Regions from separate parts of the Hordeum vulgare genome. Here region 2 is linked to region 1. The links are chromatin contacts, called in public Hi-C maps. All regions are on one chromosome and are shown on one strand. The core of a region is the stretch at or near the end of the contact, and the rest is flanking DNA. Distances in the headings are between cores, read along the strand shown.

Region 1 (6,625 bases), core at 3,007-5,506:
CTGGGAGAAGATGCAGCGCGCCGGTTCGGCCCGGCCCATGTCCGGCCGACAAGTATTTATTTTTTTCATTTAATTTTCTCTTTTTTTATTTTCTGTCTTTATTTTTTAATTTAAATAACTTAGGAATTATAAAAAGATCCAGAAAAACATTAAAAAAGGAAAATAATGATAAAAATATTTAATAAATCATAAATTGTTTGTGCATTCAATAGAAGTTCATGATTTTGTAAATAAAAATGTTTGCTTATTTGAAAATTTATGCAACATTGAAGCAAAATGTTTGGAAAATAATAAAATATTCAAGATGTTTTAAAGGTTCATGTGCTAAAAAATGTTAATGAAATTGAATGAATTTTTGCAAATTCAGAAAATGTTCATCTATGAAAAAATATTCTAAAGATTACAAAACTGTTCGTGACTTACAAAATAGTTTATTCATTCAAAAATGATCTTGCATTACAAAAAAAAGTTTAATAAAAAATGTTCGGTAAATAAAAAAATGTTGGTGAATTTCAAAAATAAAATCATCATTTCCAGAAAATGTTCGTTAAATAAAAAAATGTTCATAAGTTTCAAAAATTGTTCCATCAATTTCCTAAAAATGATCGTCGATTCTGGAAATGTTCGAAGATTGAAGAAAATTGTCTATTTTTCACATTTAAAAAAAGTATTTGTGAATAGTACTAAATGTTGGTGAATTCAAAAAATATTCTTGATTTTAGAAAATAGTCACGAATTCATAAGTGTGCATGAATTTGAAAAATGTTGACGCTTTCAAATACGTGCACGAGTTTAAAAATATGTTCATGATTTCACAAAATTGAAAGTGATAGTGTATCTTGGTGAAGTAGCAAAATTTGTTCATGATCATTGGAGATTATAATTTTTTTTCTCTGTTGCAACACACGAACCCTTTTGCTAGTACTCCCTCCGTTCCAAAATATAAGACCTTTTATATATTCCATTAGAACACTATATACGGAGCAAAATGAGTGAATCTATACTCTAAAATATATCTATGTACATCCGTATGTAGTTCATAGTGCAATATCTAAAATGTATTATATTTAGGAACGAAGGGTGTAGGAAACTAAAGAAATCGTGGACAACATGCATGGAATGTGTTCATGCAGGAAATTCCGCCACTCTGTCCCCGAAAATCAGAATCCTCTTTCCGCACTCAAAATAAATACGAAGGAAAACAAAGTCAAACCACATGCAGCGTAGGAAGAACACACAACCCGATGAACCCCCGCAACAAAACGTCGTTGTGAACAACTCCGGCCGCGCAGCAAATCGAACAAGGCCAATGTGGAAGGCGAAGCTCCCGTGCCCAGACTAATCGAGAGGCGAGATACGAAATAGCCTGTTTGCCATTCGTTGCGTCAAACAGTCGGTGCTTCGCACAGGCGAGCGACCGAGCAACGACGCAACGAGCCAGCTTGTTTAAGCGTTCCAAAGTGCCCCGTTTTTCAAACATTTTAGAGGTTCCACACAGTTTTTTCTGGTTTTGGGAATTTTCTAGAAGGGTTCGTGAACCGGTTTTTCTTTTTTCTTTTTTTCTTTTCTATTTTTTCTTTTCTGTTTCTGTCTCAGAAAACGTTCTCGATTTTTAAAAATTGTTCTTTAAATTCAAAAACTGTTTTTCTGCTTTTCTAAAGAATGTTCTCATTTTAAACAGTTGCCGCTTTTCAAAAACATTCATCACTTCAAAAAATGTTCGGTTTTTGAAGAAAATGTTTGGTATTTTTAGAAAATGTTTACTATTTTAAGAAAAAGTTAGGTATTCGCGAAAAAAATGGCTGAATTTCAAAATTTTGTTCAATTTATAAACTAAGTTCGTTTTTTCGAAAAATGTTCTTGCTTTCATAAAATGTTCAATATATTTTTAAATTTCGGAAAATGTTCTTGCTTTAATAAAATGTTCAAAGTTTCAAAAAATGACGTTTTTCAAACAGTGTTCACAAATTGAAAAAATGATCTGGATTTTCAAGCATTGTTCGTTAAATTCGAAAAATGTCTTTCCTTTTTATAAGAATGTTCTAAATTTTTAATAGCTTCCGGTTTTGAGAAACATTCATAACTTCAAAAAATGTTTGGAATTTTCAAAAATGTTTTTTACTTTAGTATTTTAAGAAAAATGTTTGGTATTTTCAAAAAATGTTTGGTATGTTAATAAAATTGAATTATAAAAAAATTGTTAAAATTTTAGAATAAGTTCGTGTCTGAGAATTATTCTTAAATTTTGAAAAGTGTTGTTGCTTTTACAAAATGTTCCGAATTTCAAAGTTTATAATTTTTCATACATGTTTCATAAATTCGAAAAATGTTCCCGGATTTTCGAAAATTATCGTTCAAATTGAAAAAAAATTGTTGCATCAAATTCAGAAAGAAAAGGAAAAAAAAGTAAAAATAAACCCATAAAAAGCAAATAAATACAAACAAATTTAGAGGAACAGAAATGAAAAGAAAAAAGAGGAAAGTATCAGATTTTCTTAAGACAAAAAAAAACTGGGCCGGCCCAGTCGGGCGACCAGGTGTGCGTCCGCTCCGCAGTTCGCCGTGAGAGCTCCTACCTGCCGCTCATTACGGCAGGGAGCCCTGCGCCACACAGGGGGAAGCTGAACAATTTTGAAAAAACCTGAACAAATTTGGAAGCACGAAAATGTTTCTAAAGCCTGAACATTTTTTTAATCTTGAGAACAAAATTTGGAAACAGAGAAGAATTTTGAAAAAAACCCGATTTTTTTTGGAGCGTGAACAGTTGTTTAAAGCACGGACATTTTGTGAATCTTGAGAAAGAAATTTTGTGAAGGAGAACAATTTTGAAAAACCCTGAACAATTGCGAAACTGAGTACAATTTTGAAAACTCCTAGACAAATTTGGAAGTGCGAACAATTTTAGAAGGACATGAACATATTCCTTATTCGTGAACAAACTTTTAAAATTGTGATTGGATTTTTTAAAATGAGAGCATATTTTGAAACACGAACATTTTTTGAAAATTGGAAACAAAAAATTGTATATGGGAACATTTTTGAAAATGTGAATATTTTTCGAATCTGTGAACACATTTTGAGACCGCGAACATTTTTCAAATTGTGTACAAATTTTAAAACATGAACAAATTTGAAATTTTTGAAAAAACTATAAAAGTATGAACATTTTTAAAATTGTGAATTGCTTTTCAAATAACAGGAAGATAATTCTAACTCGTGAATAAAATTTAAAAAATGTGATTGGTTTTGTGAAAATGAGGGAATGTTTTGCAAACACAAACATTTTTGGAAGTTTCAGAAAGACAAATTGAAAACGGGAACAATTTTTATATCTGCGAACCAATTTTGAAAAATCTTGAACATTTATTGAAAGTCTAGAACATTTTTCAAAATCAATAAATTTTCGAATTTGAAAAAGGTTTTTTAAATATACATATTTTTTTTGAAAATACGGTACATTTTTTGAAAATAGAGAACATTTTTAAAGTACAGAACGCTTTTTAAGTAGGAAAAACTTTCTTTGAATTTGAAGAACATTTTTTGAAAATCCCGAGCATTTTTAAAAAGAGCAAAAGTATTTTCCGAATTTGAAGAACAACTTTAAAAAATATAGACATTTTTTGATACTGAGACAAAAAAGAAAAAAAGAAACAGAAAAAAAGTAAGAAAAAAAAAGGGTTCAGGGAACCTTGTAAAAGTTTTCTAAAATAGGAATAACCAGCTGGTAACCTTCAGAAGGTTTTTAAAACAGGAGGTGTTGGAACTACATATGGTCCGGCCCATTCCCGAACGCTCGCTGGGTGCGCGTGTGCAAAGCCCCGACATGGCGACGCAGAGAGCGACGAATAGGCTTTTCCGATCGTCGCAAGGAGTGGTGCATAGGAGGTCCCGCGAGGCTAACACGTACGCAAAAGGCCCATGCACAATACAATTGCCAGGACTCACCTGAGACCAGGCCCGTATACAGCTATGCAGCGTACTCCCGACAGCCCGTCTTTACCACGATTCACCAGGCGTTTTCAATTCCTGCCGCCGTAACGTAATTCAACACCGATGCCCATGGCCTGCACGACACTCCCACCCCTCCTAAACTCAGCACGCAGCAACGTACGTGGGTCAATCTCAAGCAATGCCTATGTATTAATGCCGCGAACGCCATGATCATCACCGTAATTACCCCACTCAATCGAATCATTATCATCGTAAGTTCACCAAGATAGCTTCCAATCACTCACGCGAAACAAAAGGCTCGGAGGATGAGCGGCCATAGACTCACGCTACTGCTGGTCGCGTTGACGGCACTGGTTGGATTGGCGGCAGCGGACGCGGAGTACAACGTGGTGGACTACGGCGCGAGACCCGACGGCGGGGCGGACTCGGCGGCGGCGTTCCAGGCCGCGTGGGGCGCGGCGTGCAACGACACGGGACGCTCCGGCTCCCGGCCGGTGCTGCGCGTGCCGGCGGGTAGGTTCTTGCTCAGCCGGGCCTACTTCAAGGGCCCCTGCCGGAGCGCTGGCGTGGTCGTCGCCATCGACGGCAACGGCACCGTCTTCGCGCCGCCGGTTGTGGACAGCATGGCGTGGATCATGTTCCACCACGCCGACGGCCTGGCGATCCGCGGCGGCACGCTGGACGGGCAGGGGCAGGAGTACTGGGCGTGCAAGAAGGACGGCAGGTGCACCGGACAGGGCCCCAGGGTGAGCGATGGCATGATTTTTTCTTTGCAATGCGATTTGGTTCGGATTCCCTGTGGCGAACGGATGCCATACGTACGTGCGTTTGCAGACGCTGGACATTAGCCAGTCCAAGGGCGTGAGCGTGGAGCAGCTGACGCTGCTCGACAGCAAGAACGTCCACATTGCCATCTTCGACTCCACCGGTGTCACGGTCGAGGGCGTCAGGATCGTCGCGCCGGCCAACAGCCCCAACACCGACGGCATCCATGCCCAGCTCTCCCGCCACGTGCGCATCCTCAACACCACGATCGGTACTGGCGACGACTGCGTCTCCCTGGGGCCCGGCACCTCCGACGTGCTCATCAGAGACATCAAGTGCGGCCCGGGCCACGGCATCAGGTGCCACCTAGTTCATCATCCATTATTGTGTTTGCTTGTGATTTGCGCAACGTTCGATAGACATAATTGGTTTTGCGTTTGCGTTGGATGTATGGTGCCAGCATCGGGAGCCTGGGAGGGCAGGCCGGAGAGGAGGGGGTGAGGAACGTGACCGTGGAGAGGGCGGTGCTGACGGGCACGACCAACGGCTTGCGGATCAAGACATGGGGGATGCCCAACCCCGGCTCCGTCACGGGCGTCTCCTTCTCGCAGGTCACCATGCACCGCGTGGCGAACCCCATCCTCGTCGACCAGGACTACTGCCCCCGCAAGGTCGATTGCCCGGGCAAGGTATGTAAGAGATGCCACCATTCAAGTTGCCTACATGCAATGCAACTACTCGTGAACCATCCAGTGTATGTATCACGAACTACTCCTGTTGTTGTTTGTGCATGCATTCAGAGCTCGGGGGTGCAGATCAGCGACGTTTCTTACGAGGACATCGAGGGCACGTCGACGACGCCCGTGGCGGTGAAGTTCAACTGCAGCGCCACCAACCCCTGTAGCGGGATCAAGCTCAGGAACATCAGGCTGACGTACCGGCAAAAGCGGCCGGCGCAGGCCAAGTGCCGAAACGCCGGCGGGTCCGCGTCCGGAGAGGTCAGACCGGCGAGCTGCTTCTGACGATCGGAGTTTGCCGTCCGTTTGGAGAAATGCGAGCGTCTTCTTGGTTCGTTGGCTCTGTAAATACTTCTCTTACCTTGGCTGGTTCCTGTACTACTAATATACACCTTGGGCGTAGTTTTAGCGGATTTGCTAATTCTCAATTGATTGAGACATAGTTAAACCACAATCAACGTCATAAATTTTGCGTGGTTGTTCTTGTGGATTTTTTAAGATTTTTAATTAACTTTCGAGATGCTGAGTCTTCATGTAAAATCTGATGGTTATACCTTTTTTTTAGGGGTAGAAGCTTTGCTTTATTGATCAATAATACGGATTACAGGAATAAAATGAGTATCAAAGGGTTGTAGGAGCCACACTAGGCGTCCCTTCCCCAAATGCAAAGCATGCTTAGCTAAATGATGAGCTTTCATATTGGAGGTTCTTCCTTCGTGGACAAATGATATAGCCTGAAAATCAGTGTTCCCGTCCTTAATATCCCTGATGATTGGGGCTGTAATACCACATGTTCCGGAGTTGATCTTTGTTACCGCTGAGAGACACTCCGACGCCACTACGAGGTTCTGAAGAAGTAGATCCCTGCCCAAAGACACGTCAATGTTTCCAAAATGTGAGGGTCAGTTAAACCATGAAAAACTAAGGCTCATGCTCCCAGATACACATCCTGATCATTCCGGCACACTGCGCTCACAACGCCGATGGGAGGGCTATTGCAGACTGGCACATTCAGCAGGTGGTGGAATCCATCTCCTTGTATTAGCCTGAACCGGCCTCATATGTGATAATGCTCTTTGTGGCTTGGTCACCTCAAGCTCGGCTATGTATTTGTTGACAAAGGAATAGGTCGCCAAAGGGCTTTGGTGCTCTCCTTCATGGATCAGTCTCCT
Region 2 (7,125 bases), core at 2,019-4,518, 360 kb after region 1:
TTGCAAATAACTGTGAAGGGATTGACAACCCCTTTTTAGCGTTGGGTGCAAGTGTTTGATTGTTTGTGTAGGTGCTAAGATTGGGGCCTTGCTTGTTCCTCCTACTGGATTGATACCTTGGTTCTCAACAAACTGAGGGAAATACTTATCTACTTTGCTACATCACCCTTTCCTCTTCAAGGGCAAACCAACGCGGACTCAAGAAGTAGCAGTACCTGACCCATTCTTTCTTTGAGGAGACTTATGATTCAAGGAACTAGCCAATTCATTGGTGGAATCGACATCCGTTTCCGAGGAAATGGGATCAACCACTTCCTTGGGAGCGGTAGGCGGTTTGAAACTCTCAAGGTATTTTTTTAGCGTGTCCTGGAGCTCATCTACCATGGATGATTTGAGAGAGGTCATGGCCTCATTCAAATTACCACGGGTGACCACAGTCTCGTTCGTGGCCGCGTAGTTCTCTCTATCATTAAACCCATCGTCAGCCATACTATTTAGGTGATTAAACCCTTAAAAGAGACGAAGCTATGATACCAATTGAAAGGATCGACATGGTTGACTAGAGGAGGAGGGTGAATATGCAACTACCAAATTTTTGCTCACTTAACCAAATTAGGGTTAGCAACATAAAGGTTGTCTAGATATGCAACTAGGTGAACAACCTATATGATGCTAACAACAATAACAACACAAGCAAGCAAAATGATACAACACAATAATATTTTGCACAAAGTAAAGGTGATAAGTAACCACAAGTGGAGCCGGTGGAGACGAGAATGTGTTACCGAAGTTCGTTCCCTTTGACGGGAAGCACGTCTCCGTTGGAGCAGTGTGGAGGCACAATGCTCCCCAAGAAGCTAGTAGGATCACCGTATTCTCCTCACGCCCTCATAGAATGCAAGATGTCGTGATTTCCACTAGTGGTGCCCTTGAAGGCGACAACCTAACCTTTTCAAACAAGGTTGGGGGCAATCTGCACAAGCTTAATTGGAGGCTCCCAACACCACCATGAAGCTTCACCACAATGGATTGTGGCTCCGACATGACCTCTTCTGTATAGTGTGCTCAAACACCCAATAGTAACAAGATCTGCAAGGGATTAGTGAGGGGAATAAAATTTCTCTTGGTGGAAGTGTACTACCGCTGAGCCGAGCGTACTATCACTTGGGTGCTTCAAGCTCACCCAAATAGAATAACAGAAGTACTCTAAATTTGCTGGAAGGAAAGTGGGTGCATAAGGTATGTGTACGTGTTGATTTCACCCAAACCTTTCCAATACGAACCCCTCTTGATAGTAGGGTTTTTCCTATGACTCAAATACCACGGAAAATGAGACACCGGGAATACCCGTCTTCACTAATCACCACCGAGGGAACAAAATCATCTTGTGCCATAATAGATTATCTGAAATGCTCAATGCACACGACTAGTACACAAAACGCATTGTCATCAATCACCAAAACCACTAAAGAAGAAATATGCCCCAACACTAGGGAGTAGATGCGTCTAAGGGCTGCTAGTTCCCCCTCAAATACAAGGTATGAGTTAGGGTTTACATGAGGGAGATACAATCTATCATGCCGCCCTCCCGACTTGTAGTTCAGAAGGTCCCCTAACCGCCTATATGTCTCCATGGGCCTTCCTCCAGTCTTTTGCTGAAGATGGTGATGAAGGCCGAGTCCATCTTCAAGAGTGATACCTTCTACCTATCACAAAGGTACTTCTCTAAATGCTCACCAAAAATCAAGAGCAAGGAAACTTATCGATAACATTGATGTCGAAGATCCTCGTGTACCATAGGCAGATGGCGCCCCAAAATCTGGAAGTGGTCCCGTGTGGAAGCCGATGCGTCGAGGAAGAAGTCATTGGTGAGTCACTATGTCCAAGAACCACACCACGACAATAAGGCCGTATCAACATAACAAGAACTCGGGTAGATGTTACGCTTGTGCATATGCAACGGGTGCAACATGAGCATATCACCCACGCAAATAATGCGTTTTGACACCATGCATGAAAATATGGCTAGGCACATTATTTCGACATTAGTTCGTCCTATCCAAAATGTCTTGCTCCAATTACCATGACCAGAAATTCAGGGAAAGGTTGTTGCATGGAAGCTTCGGCATCTCTTGAGGGAAATAAAAAATATGGATTATTAGAAGCAAGAAAGGAAATGCAAAACCACCAATCAACTAGGTTGAGCACCCCTAACTCCTTTCTGAGGTCCACCATGGTTTGTGGTCAAAAGGAAATGTGAAGGGGGTGATCCTAGAGATGAGGATCTATGCCAAATTAGTTATTGATGGAGTGCAACTTCCCTCTCGTTGCCGATGACTACCAGGAAGTCAACGAAGTCAGCACCAGAAGTAACTTGAGAAGCAACATGATGACAAATGTTGATGTTTCTAGGTCTTAGGCTCCTCGTAAGCAACATGACTCCAAGACATTTTGTACTCCAATGCATAGAGATAGAATATTACTCCCATCATCGGGGGAGGGTGGGGTAAAGGAGAAAAACTATGATTTTTCACGATACCCCGACGGGGAACTCAAATAACAAGACAACATATATTTTCTTGCAGCAACTAACGACAACACCAACATATAAGTATGTTCCTTGAGGGAACTGTATATACATAACCTGCATCATAATCTTGAATTTTCCTTTTATATTTTCTAATAGATCATTTTCCCTCATGAAACAATATCTTCTCGGTTTTCTCACTTGATCTACTACTTTTCACCCCCCCCCCCCCTTTTTTTTGCATATCTTAATGTGTAGATCAAATCAAGGATACACACCTTGCTGAAATATAATTCAAAATCCGGTTATATACACTACTTTGGCACTACTATGATGGTAGTCCTACTTTGGTATAGCGTCGAAACTTCATCTTTCTTCACTGATGGACTGGACTGCCGCCATGTGTCGTGGTCACAGCCGTTGCCTACGCCAATAGAAAGCCGTTGCCTACTCTTCTACCCGCACACGCGGCTACACAAACAGGAACAGGCACCCCGATTTGCTCGCGCACGAGGAATCATACGGACACGACACCCACGGGTGCGCTCCGCCTCGATCCAATCCCCGCTTGCTTCCCGGCCCCACGCCCTACCCGCTCCTCCCCTCCCTACGCCCGGCCCATACACCAACACCGACGCGGACGCCACGCCCCGCGTCGGCTCGCCCATCAGACCATACACCGGGTCCACCGCCCCCTCGTGCCAGTCACATCCCTCTCCGATCGGAGGCGCAGCGTGGCCGCGGCGTCGATCCCCCGTGGAAGCCTCCGCGTGTCGCGCCCCATAAATATCCGACCTCGCCGGCGCCCGCGCCCTCCGAGAACTCCCCTTCTCCGCCGTGCCCAAACCCTAACCAGCCGCACTAGTACAGCGCTGCCGCTGCTACTAATCCTACCGCTACCCTGCTGCCACGGCAGCGTCGGCTGCTCCTGCCGCTGCTCTGCTGCTAGCTGGCGCCGAAACCCTAGCCCCGCCCGATGTCGCAGCAGGATCCGGCGGCCGGGGAGGAGCTGCCGGGGGGCCTCTCGCGGAGCAGCTCCGCCAGCCGGCTCAACGCGCAGGCGCCCGAGTTCGTGCCGCGTGTCGCCGCGGCGCCCCCGCCCCCCGCGCCGGTGCAGCCCGTGATCCACGTCTTCGCCGCGCCGCCCCCGCCGCCGCCCGCGTCCTTCTTCGCCGCGGGCCCGCCCCCGCCCCGGCCGCCGTTCGAGTTCTACGCGGCCGTCGGTGCTGCTGCCGCGGGCTTTGTTGCTGTGCCTGAGCATGAGATGGGGGCCGAGCAAGCGGTGCCGCCGCCGCCGCCTCCGGCCCAGGCGCACCAGCAGGGGAGAGAGCTGATCACGGACGACGTGCTGCACAAGATCACCAAGCAGGTTGGTGCTCCTCTTGTTCGTTGCTGTGTTGCTCGATTTCGAATAGGCGCAGTTAGATCAGGAATAAAGAGAAGAAGAAGAAGGTTAATTTGCTAGGTTTCTAGTAACTGCGTCGTCAGATATATTTGTCATGTGTGACTCTTAAAAAGCTTTCTGCTATTTCGGCAATTATAGCCGGGCCTGAGTCGATTTTTTTATTCTGAGCTCTTCGGTATCAAACTGCTGTGTAGTTATTACATAAACGTTTGCATATTCAATAACTGGACCACTCTGAGTGGAATGGGATCACCAGGAAGCTAAACCTATCATATTGTGGTATTTGCGCAGTTGTAGTGTGTGGGCTTGGATTACATTGTATACGCTTTTAGTGGTGTAGTTTGATGTAATTGGGCTGCACCATAATATAATGAGTTGATTTTTAACCATGTCAATTAAATAGGTCCATATTGTGAGTAGCATCTTGATTTGAAACTGTAATCCAGTCAAGTTTCAACTCTTCTGTAGATCGTTATCTTTGGTGCTCTCACACTTCCGTCTCATGGTGTTATATTAATGTTTTTCATTTATTATTATGCTACACGGATAGTTTTTTCTCTACTTATTCATTTCATTAATTTATAAACTTTGCAGGTGGAGTATTACTTTAGTGATATAAACCTGGCCACCACAGAGCATTTGATGAGGTTTATTACTAAGGATCCCGAAGGATATGGTGAGTTGTATGCTTGCATCTGAAGCTATTTCGTTGGGACTTGTCTGGAAGATGTCATCACTCATTCACTATTTTATTTTTTATTTTGTAGCTTTCTATTCCATGAATAGAAAAAATTATCATGTTTATGATCTTGCTACTTTAAAGCTTTCAGCTGACAGTGAGACTCAAAAAAGGCTTCCAAAAATGAATAACTGGATATATTATGCATGTTACCATTTCATTACTTTCCTAGATGATACATGTTTCTTTCTTTGAAACGAAGATAGCATCTACTTGACATAATATAGATCTTGCTTTTTTTTGCAGTATCTTATGTTATTTTGGATACTTTTTCTCTTGGGCTGTCTTTGATCTAATTAGGAATTAAGATTGCATTGATTCATTCTATTATAAAATTTGGGCAAAGGATTGGACTGTAATTTGTCCAATGCCAATTGACAAATCAAGATTTAAAAAAAAATCTTATCGTTTGCTCCCTCCGATCCATATTAATTGTGGGAGTACGAAGTTGTACTAAAGCTGTGCCAATTAATATGGATCGGAGGGAGTAGTATTATCTTCTACTGTCTCCCAGTTATCAACAGGACAATGGTTGCCATACTGATCGGAAAATAGTTACCCAAATTTGACTGAGTTCTCTCATATGAAAGTCTTTCAACTGTGACTTTCATATGCTACTTTTGTTCACTTTATTTTGATATAGAAACAGGAAATCAGGTTCTGTCTATTATAGAGAAAAAATACCTCCTTTGATACTTGGACAAACAAATACATATTGGTATCTGATTAACATTCTCACTCAATGCAGTACCGATGTCAGTTGTTGCTTCCTTTAAGAAAATTAAGGCTCTGGTGCAAAGTAGTTCCATGCTTGCTTCAGCTCTTCGGACTTCATCAAAGCTTGTAAGTTCAATGATAATCCTGTTGTATATTGTGGCCAGATCTCAGAATGGACTTCTATTATTTTTGAAATTCTTTCATTCATCAACAGGGTACTGTCCTTCATAAGTCATAAGAATATGATCAATTGCAGCACATCTACTACTGCTTGCTTGTCATTCCTCTGCATGTTACTTGTGACTGCAGTTACATTTATGATTGTTTGGTTATACATGCAGGTGGTGAGTGAAGATGGAAACAGAGTAAAGCGGGGACAACCATTTACAGAATCAGATTTAGAAGAACTCCAGGTAATTATGAGGTCTTTATACATTGCATGCAACAACCATATGCTTTACTTTCCTTTTTATGGTAAAATGGCTAGACTGTAATAATGAAGACTTGCTCTGTCTTGTAGTCCCGAATTGTTGTTGCAGAAAATCTTCCAGATGATCATTGTTACCAGAACCTTATGAAGATTTTCTCATCTGCTGGCAGGTAATAGTTATTGTAGATCAGCAAAGAGTGCAGCTATTCTCTTTCTGTCTTGAGAAAACTGCGACATGTTTCTCTGCTGATTCTTGTTTGCCGTGTTGCAGCGTAAAGACAATCAGAACATGCTATCCTCAGACCCCAAACGGCAGTGGTCCAGTCACTAATAGATCTGCTAAACTAGATATGCTTTTTGCCAACAAGGTAATTATTATTCCTGTTTATAACATTCAAATATAATCTCATATTCTTAATGGCAGTTGTTTTCTGATGCATGGGTAACTATTTTTGATCCATTGAATCTTTCCTGAACCCTGTATCCTTGGACAGCCTGAATGGACTAAGTTCAGTGCAACATATATTCTTTGATGTGAAATAGGGGTGGATATGTGTGGATGCATTATTTACATGGTATTATTAGACTAGATAATGGCCCGTGCATTGCACCCGAGGCATAAATATTCTACTAGTGGATTAGTCTGTGAGTTACGTTCCCAAATTACTGCGATTGTGTAAAAATATAAGATCTTATTTGGCAAACTCTTAGTTGGTAAGCATCTATTGGCTTACCAAAGAAAACGTAATTTTATTTGGTACTCCCTCCGTCCGGGTTTATTAGGCCCCCCAACCAGATTGCAGATACCAAGAAATCATGATTAATGCCTAAAATAAGCATCCGCTTCTTCGGTTTTCCATGCATAATTTATTGCCAAAGTAAATCCCGCTTCGCCCGCATGCAACCCCATGCTCGGCTCAGGCGCGCGCGGTACTGCTGCTACTTTTTCGCGAGCTGGGACGCTGCATGGCGCATGCATGCCCCAATTGATGGATGATTAGAAGCGCATGCATTGGCAGGCTGCAAGAGCAAGCTCCCGCCATGTTTACTACACTTGGGAAAACGAACCGCAGTTGGGGAGATCGAAAAAGCAACGAAACATTTTCTCGCTTTTGGCAGCTGGATCGAGCAGGGCCTAATAAGAGTGGACGCGCTCCCTCCGCCCAGGGGCCCAATAATTCTTTTTAAGTAGGAGATATGAGAGGTTTATGTGATTTTTATTAATGCTCTGGATGTGGTTGCATGCATTCAAGTTCCACGCTAGCATGCTTAGGTAGCTGTCATGTTGTGTAGTAGGGGTGTATACT

The links. Hi-C and Micro-C count contacts between places; a contact is called where the count stands out from the background.
Region 2: a Hi-C map of seedling shows a contact between it and region 1, with 5 times the contacts expected there. The contact joins the promoter of LOC123447826 here to the promoter of LOC123451164 in region 1. A contact is called at or near these places in 4 of 6 Hi-C or Micro-C datasets (leaf and seedling) and 1 of 1 datasets of contacts at active chromatin or transcription factors (embryo).

What each region holds. Positions count from the first base shown.
Region 1 is chr4H:48,412,706-48,419,330 of MorexV3_pseudomolecules_assembly, forward strand. It overlaps LOC123451164 (polygalacturonase-like), which reads left to right and starts at 4,257. Exons shown (of 4, transcript XM_045128175.1): 1 at 4,257-4,697; 2 at 4,786-5,075; 3 at 5,177-5,405; 4 at 5,517-5,916. The coding sequence starts at 4,257. The coding sequence ends at 5,738.
Region 2 is chr4H:48,771,987-48,779,111 of MorexV3_pseudomolecules_assembly, forward strand. It overlaps LOC123447826 (la-related protein 6B), which reads left to right and starts at 3,269. Exons shown (of 10, transcript XM_045124513.1): 1 at 3,269-3,896; 2 at 4,527-4,608; 3 at 5,420-5,514; 4 at 5,730-5,801; 5 at 5,909-5,988; 6 at 6,090-6,186. The coding sequence starts at 3,504.